2 separate regions of the Sus scrofa genome follow, and region 1 is linked to region 2. Evidence: chromatin contacts called from public HiChIP or PLAC-seq data. All regions are on one chromosome and are shown on one strand. Each heading gives the region's core, a stretch centred on a gene start, on an enhancer-like site or on the middle of the called end of the contact. The rest is flanking DNA. Distances are from core to core; before and after follow the strand shown.

The links. HiChIP or PLAC-seq counts read pairs in DNA pulled down with a chosen protein or histone mark.
Region 1: a contact with region 2 is called in an H3K27ac HiChIP or PLAC-seq map of alveolar macrophages. The contact joins the promoter of C1QBP here to the promoter of DERL2 in region 2. A contact is called at or near these places in 2 of 47 Hi-C or Micro-C datasets (epiblast stem cells and liver) and 1 of 2 datasets of contacts at active chromatin or transcription factors (alveolar macrophages).

What each region holds. Positions count from the first base shown.
Region 1 is chr12:51,546,492-51,549,843 of Sscrofa11.1, forward strand. It overlaps C1QBP (complement component 1 Q subcomponent-binding protein, mitochondrial), which reads left to right and starts at 1,870. Exons shown (of 6, transcript XM_021067745.1): 1 at 1,870-2,206; 2 at 2,772-2,922. The coding sequence starts at 1,975. It overlaps DHX33 (putative ATP-dependent RNA helicase DHX33), which reads left to right. Exons shown (of 13, transcript XM_021067729.1): 13 at 1-843.
Region 2 is chr12:51,506,744-51,509,961 of Sscrofa11.1, forward strand. DERL2 (derlin-2) reads left to right here and starts at 1,395. Exons shown (of 7, transcript XM_021067723.1): 1 at 1,395-1,981; 2 at 2,806-2,871. The coding sequence starts at 1,889. MIS12 (protein MIS12 homolog) reads right to left here and starts at 1,594. Exons shown (of 2, transcript XM_021067725.1): 1 at 1,395-1,594; 2 at 1-604. The coding sequence starts at 565.

The DNA of each region.
Region 1 (3,352 bases), core at 620-3,119, 40 kb after region 2:
GTAGAGTTTTTACCGTAGTTTATATTGGGCTTTTTAAAATGTTGACTTTTAGCACAGCTGCTCAGGGAATAAATCAGATTGGAAAAGCCAGTCCAACTCTCCATATTACTACAAAGACATACACGTTTGTGTATATGGAGCTGCAGGGGACATATAAATACCTTTTAAACTTTCTTACGAAAGTGCAATGTTTCCCAATGATGTCGCACATCTAATCTTGAACTATGCTTTTCAATCAATAAGCTCTCCAATGGTGTGCTTTCTACCTTTTTTCAAACCTGTGAAATCCACATCTGGGTGAATCCCTAGCTCCCTGGAGCAGCGTCATGTCAGTAGATGCACAGCAAGCAGGTGTTTGTCCTCCTGCGTCTAGTAATCATGGCGCTTGGAGCCTTCAAGGCAGCACAGATTTCATTACAAGGGGAAAAAGCGCCAACACCCAGTTCTTGGTAAAAATCCTAACTTAATGTTGCCTCTCTGTTGTAAAGAGATGCCAGAATGAGGACAAGTTTTTCCTTTGTGGATCCAACTGATTATGTACTGTGATGTCTGAATCCATTGAATCCAGCTCTCCAGAAATGAGTAGAACTATGACCAGGCATCTGAGGTACCACCCCTTGAACATATAAGGAAACAGTGCATCTATGGGGAAGCAAGAATTGTATTTGATCAGAATATTACAACTTATAGAAAAAAGCCCCCAAAAATCTAGTTCGGGTTTGTGCTGTATTTTGAGAGTCTGTTCTTGATCAGACATAACTATAGAAACATCAGCTCTTGCATATAATGCTCAAATTTGCACACAGCTATTAAATCCATTAAAAGTGAACCTTAAAAAAAAAAGCATACCATAAGTGAATCTTGTACGTGATGTGTGTGACGTGATGTGTGTGGCTTCTTTCTTGGGTGTCCTTTCCTTTATTCACAAAATGTTGTTTAGAATATATTGTTTTAGGAGTTCCCGTCGTGGCCCAGTGGTTAACGAATCCGACTAGGAACCATGAGGTTGCGGGTTCGATCCCTGGCCTTGCTCAGTGGGTTAAGGATCCGGCGTTGCCGTGAGCTGTTGTGTAGGCTGCAGACGTGGCTTGGATCCCGCATTGCTGTGGTTCTGGCGTAGGCTGGAGGCTCCAGCTCCGATTGGACCCCTGGCCTGGGAACCTCCATATGCCGCGGGAGCAGCCCTAGGAAAAAAAAAAGGAATATATTGTTTTATTTTCACCACTGATTTGGGAAGACTTACTTTCTTGATGACCCTGTGTATTTTACGTGCCCTGGTAAGGTAGGAAGATTAGTTTTCTTAATCTAAATCTAATGTAAGCTGTGAGGTTTTTGCCCCCAGAAAAATAATGTCCTGTTGGAACATTAAGGTGTAAAGTTGGAGAGAGCTGGGGAGTCACAGGAATTGATCAGGGACCTTGCCCTTAGGAGCGCCAGGCCTGGTGGGAGTGAGGGGTGGCTTCCAGGTAAACCAGTATTGCCAGGTTTCTGCCAAGAAAAGAATGAAACCCAGGGGCCGAGTCACACAGGCATGAGTCCCTGTGTCTCAAGGAAGAGGAGGAAGCTCCAGGAAGGCTTCCTAAGGGAGATGGCCTCGGAGGCTGGTCTTTGGGAGTTGTGGGTGGCAAGAATGCATTCCACGAAGTCATAGAAAACCTGGCTGTGCTTGAGAAGAGTAGATGGAAGTTTAGAGGGTGTGTCAGCAGCCACTGGAGAGAACTGATGCTGGACAATTGAACTCAGCCGACTCCGGAAAGAAAATTTAGTTACGCGAGTCCAGCACCGGAGGCCGCCAGCAGAGGGCGCCATCCCGCCCACGGTGTCTTCGGTCTGCAAAGAGGCAGCGCGGAAGCGCTTCCCTGGCAGGGGCGGGACTTCCGGCGGCGGTCCTATCACTAGGGGGCGCGGTGAGAAGGAGTCGTCCTTCTTGGAGTGAGTCGTCTTTCGCATCCACACGTGTCCTCCGCTGCCAAAATGCTGCAACTGCTACGCTGCGTGCCCCGCGCCCTGGGCACCGCCGTCGCCGGCCTTTGCGTCGCCGCGCCCTCCCAGCCGCTCCCGCGGCTGCTGCAGCCCGCGTCCCGGCTGTGCGCCCGGCCCTTCGGGCTCCTGAGCGTGCGTGCCGGGTCGGTGCAGCCGCCCAGCCTCCTACGGCCTCGGGGGCCCTGCGCCTGCGGCTGCGGCTGCGGCGGGCTGCACACCGAAGGTGAGACTCGAGCACGTGGGCCGGGAGCTTAACGGACCGGGTTCTGGGTGGAGCAGGGGGACCCGGGACGGGGAAGTTTAGATCTCAAGTGGACAGACCGGAGCCGCGCCCGAGGTCGGGAACAATCTCCCACTGATCGGCGAAAGGCGGGGTAAACCCACGCGAGATTGCCCGTGAGGGGAGAGATACTTAAGCTTAGTCTCTCGAAAATGGATTTTTGTGAAAGCCAAAGGTCGCGGGTAGAAGTAGCGGTGATGGTAGTTAGCAAGAGAAGTAGGGTAGTTACGAATTCTTTTGCTTTGTTTTGAAAAGTGGTAAGAAGTTTATTGTTGAGAATCACTTTTACAGAATCGAGCTCAACTTCTTACTGATAACTTAACGGCATTTTTACAGATGGGGAAACTGAGTCCTAATGGATATGGGTTGGTCTAAGTTCCTAGAGCCACTAATAGTACAAGTATTAGAAATAGCTCAAGTCCAGATCTCTGCCTACAGGAACCTGGGTCATTTTTCTCTTTTAGATTGATTGGTTCTTTTTTCTGTAACTAAGTGATTTCTATTGCAGGGGACAAAGCTTTTGTTGAATTTCTTAATGATGAGATTAAGGAAGAGAAGAAGATACAGAAGCATAAGTCTCTCCCCAAGATGTCTGGAGGTTGGGAGCTGGAAGTGAATGGGACAGAAGCCAAATTAGTGAGGAAAGTTGCTGGAGAAAAGTAAGTACTGGGGCCTGTGGACTCCATGACCCTGCAAGAGCTGCCCTGAGTCATCCCCAAACAGCCTTTAGTTGGTTGCTGCGGTGTAGGTCACAACTGCAGCCCAGATCTGATCCCTGACCTGGAAACTCCATATGCCAAGGGGTGGCCAGAAAGGAAAAACAAAACCAAAAACCAGCCTTTAGTTAAGGCAGGTACTTTGACACTTTCTGAGAGCTGAGAGGCCTTGTTTTGGTAACTTCACAAGCTCCAGGCCGTTCATCCGCTGCACACTGATGTGCTGTGGTGGTTAATGAGAAGGTAGTAAGAAAGTAGAAAGAAGCCAAGTAGCTGGGAGTCTGTTGGACCAGTAGAGGCATCATTCACTAAACCCTTACTGGTGAGGGAGGCCACGCCTTTCCTAAATCTAGGCATGCAAATTCAGAAATTC
Region 2 (3,218 bases), core at 145-2,644:
GTTTTCTGGAGTTCTGGACCAGGAATACCAAGCTTTCCCTAAAATCACTAGTCCCATGGTCTCTGCCAATATTTTCAAGCTCATCAAACAAAGACAATGTTTGTTTGAGTTTGGCCTGAACAATTTTTTGCTCTTCTAGTTCTGCAAGAAGGGCCTGCTTGGTGCATAATTCAGTCTTATACTTCTCCTGTAACTGTTCAATTTCTTTTTGGAGAAGGTGGAATTCTTCCTCACTACAAGGATGCAGCTCCTGAGATTTATCTTCCGGAAGCAAGATGTTTGGGGGAATACGCAAAATCAACTGTAAAAACAGCTGCTCCATCTTGCCAAAAAGGTTATCAAAACGTCCTTTCATGAAGCAAAGAAACTTTTCCGTGCACTTACGAATCTGGACTGGGCTAACTGCACAGTCTGGGATGCCATCCAGCTTCTTCAGAACAACCTGTTCAACAGCCTGCATCACTTCAAACAGGTAGTCTTGAAATGCAATGTAGATCCTAAGCATGCAAGTTTGCGGTGTGAAGCCAAAGAACTGGGCCTCATAGGTCATTGGATCAACAGACATCTTGGCTTATTCTGCTGGTTAATTTTGATTGTGAAAAACCTACAAATGTAAAAAGGAAAAATTTCATTTGTGTTAAAAAAAAAATCATCTGATGAAAGAACAAACCACAGGAGTTCCCGCTGAGCTTTTTTTTTTTTTTTTTCCCCTGCACCGGTGGCTTGCGGAAGTTCCCTAGTTCCCTGGCCAGGAATCGAATCTGCACCACAGCAAAAACCTGAGCCACAGTAGTGACAGGGCCGGATTCTTAACCCGCTAGGCCACCAGAAGTTCCTAAAGTATAATATTCTTATATTTGCCCGCCATCTGACAGTAGCCAGTCTGACTACTATTTGTTCCAACCAAGCCCAGCTTTATCCTTTCCCTCAAGAAAAGATGCCTGGCCAAATATCTTTCGAGGGTCTTTTTAAAGACACTTCCCTGGGGACCCACCCCCTCCACTGAATTCCCATCAGAACCTCTCTTTGGGCACTGAGCAAGTCCTACTCTAGGATATTATTATCACGGCCTATCTTCTCTGCAAGCCTGAGATTTCCTGAGGACCGCATGCGTGGGGCTTAACATCTGCAGGCGAACTCAGAAGGTGTCTAGGACACCTCCGTGAGCAGTTGACGGAACTCCAGAAACTGCGGGGCAGGAACTACTTCCGGCCGGAAGACGGGCTCCCGGCAGGCCCCGCGTCCCCGATGCATGCCGGAACCTTCAGGGTGGAGGTTCGCGGCCCGTGGCGACGCTGCTCCATCAGGCCGCTCTAGCGCCTGGCGATGAGGCCCTACTCAGGGCCGCGCCTTGCCGTTCCTCCTCAGAGAAAACGCAGCTCCCCGGCACTTACCTAGCGACCATGAGGGTGACGACTTCGACCAAATACCGGCTTCCCGCCACCTCCCTTAATCCACCATTTGCTTCCAGAGACAGGTGGTACCGCTAGCTTCCCCAAATTCCGACCGCCGTCTGTCTTGGCGAACCAGAGCAAGGGCAGGATGCCACTTCGGCCTGATTGGCTGGCTGTCGGAGGGGGCCACCTAGACGGGTGACGGAAGAGGGCGGGGCGGGAAAGCTAGCTGTGGCCTGCGGGGATTGGCGGAAGGAACCAATACTCGCTCTCTGCCCCGCGACGTTGATGGGTGGAGAAGCGAGGCGGGGCCGCCGCGGAGATGCAACTCGTGGTTGGCGAATGTGCTGTCCTTCAGGCTCTTGCGATTGGTGACTGGCCGACTGAGTGGCGCTGATTGGACAGCAGTTTAACGGGGCGGGCCCCCCATCCCACCCCGCGGCTGGGACTGACTGGCGGAAGGGGAAGTGGGGGGGCAGGCGGCGGTGGGGAAGATGGCGTACCAGAGCCTCCGGCTGGAGTACCTGCAGATCCCACCGGTCAGCCGCGCCTACACCACCGCCTGTGTTCTCACCACCGCCGCCGTGGTGAGCAGCTGCAGCGCCAGTTTCTCATATTCTGGGCTGGGTGTAACAGGGTCCTTGGGAAACTGGGGTTTGGGCCTCGGGAAAGCTTAGAGGGGCTGGGCTCAAGGGTGGGTGGGAGCTTACAGGGCTCACTCTGGGGCTCGGAATTAGCTTATCCGGGTGCTTATCCAGAGACCCGAGAAGAGTGCTGGTCCATGAGAGGTGAAGGAACAGGACTGCGGATCAGTATCTGAGAGAAAAAGACAGGACCTATAGCAAGTCAGGACTGCGGGAGCCGCCCACCCAGGAAACGTGTCTGAGCACTCTGGCGGTGGCCAGGTAATATTGTGGTGACCAAAGGGAGGAAGGTCCGTTTAGTGGAGAAACATAGACATTGAGAATAGAAAGGTAGAAGTCACTGAGCGGGAAAAGTCTTGAAATAAAGAGAATCTGTAACAGAGGTTGGCTGGAAGCACCCAGCCCTGATGGTGGCAGGGTATTGGTTCTTTTGAGTGAATTTTGTTGCTTCACACAGCTGTTTCAGTTGGTGCCCCTGTGTTGGGCAGATTCGTAGCACCTGGTCTTTCTTGCTCTCAATCTAAGATATCACCACCTACCTCCCATAATTGAAACATCAAACTTTTGTTTTGTGTTAGGTATCGGGGAATTGAAAGAATTGTACCAGTTGTAGAGAATTCTATACCAACTTTGTCCTCCAGCCTCAAATGATTCAGTCTAAGTGACTGAGAGTGGGAAATTGCTAGGCCTACTAAGCTTTTGCTGTAAATGATATTATATGTTGTTTCTGGATTGACTTGCTTGAAGAAGCTCTTTTTCTATTTCAGCAGTTGGAATTGATCACACCTTTTCAGTTGTACTTCAATCCTGAATTAATCTTTAAACACTTTCAGGTATGTAGTTCACTACAACCGTCATTAATATTTCAGTTTTTAAGCTTATTTTCCTTACTTTTTAGTAGTAAATCCTGCTGTACACTTTCTCAAAAAAGAATTCAGTGGAATATTCGATTATAAGTATTGGGTGGGGGAGGCAGCGTTACAAAAAGCAGTGATTCTGCAGCCTGGAACTTTTAATAAAGTCTCAAGCCTCTCATCATGTACCAAATCAGAATCACTAAGGGTAAGAATTAAGAATCTATGTAAGTTCCATGCATGTTTTTTTTTATTTGTTTGTTTGTTTTTGTCTTTTGTCGTTTTAGGGCTGCACCCGTGGCATATGAAGGTTCCCAGGCTAGGGG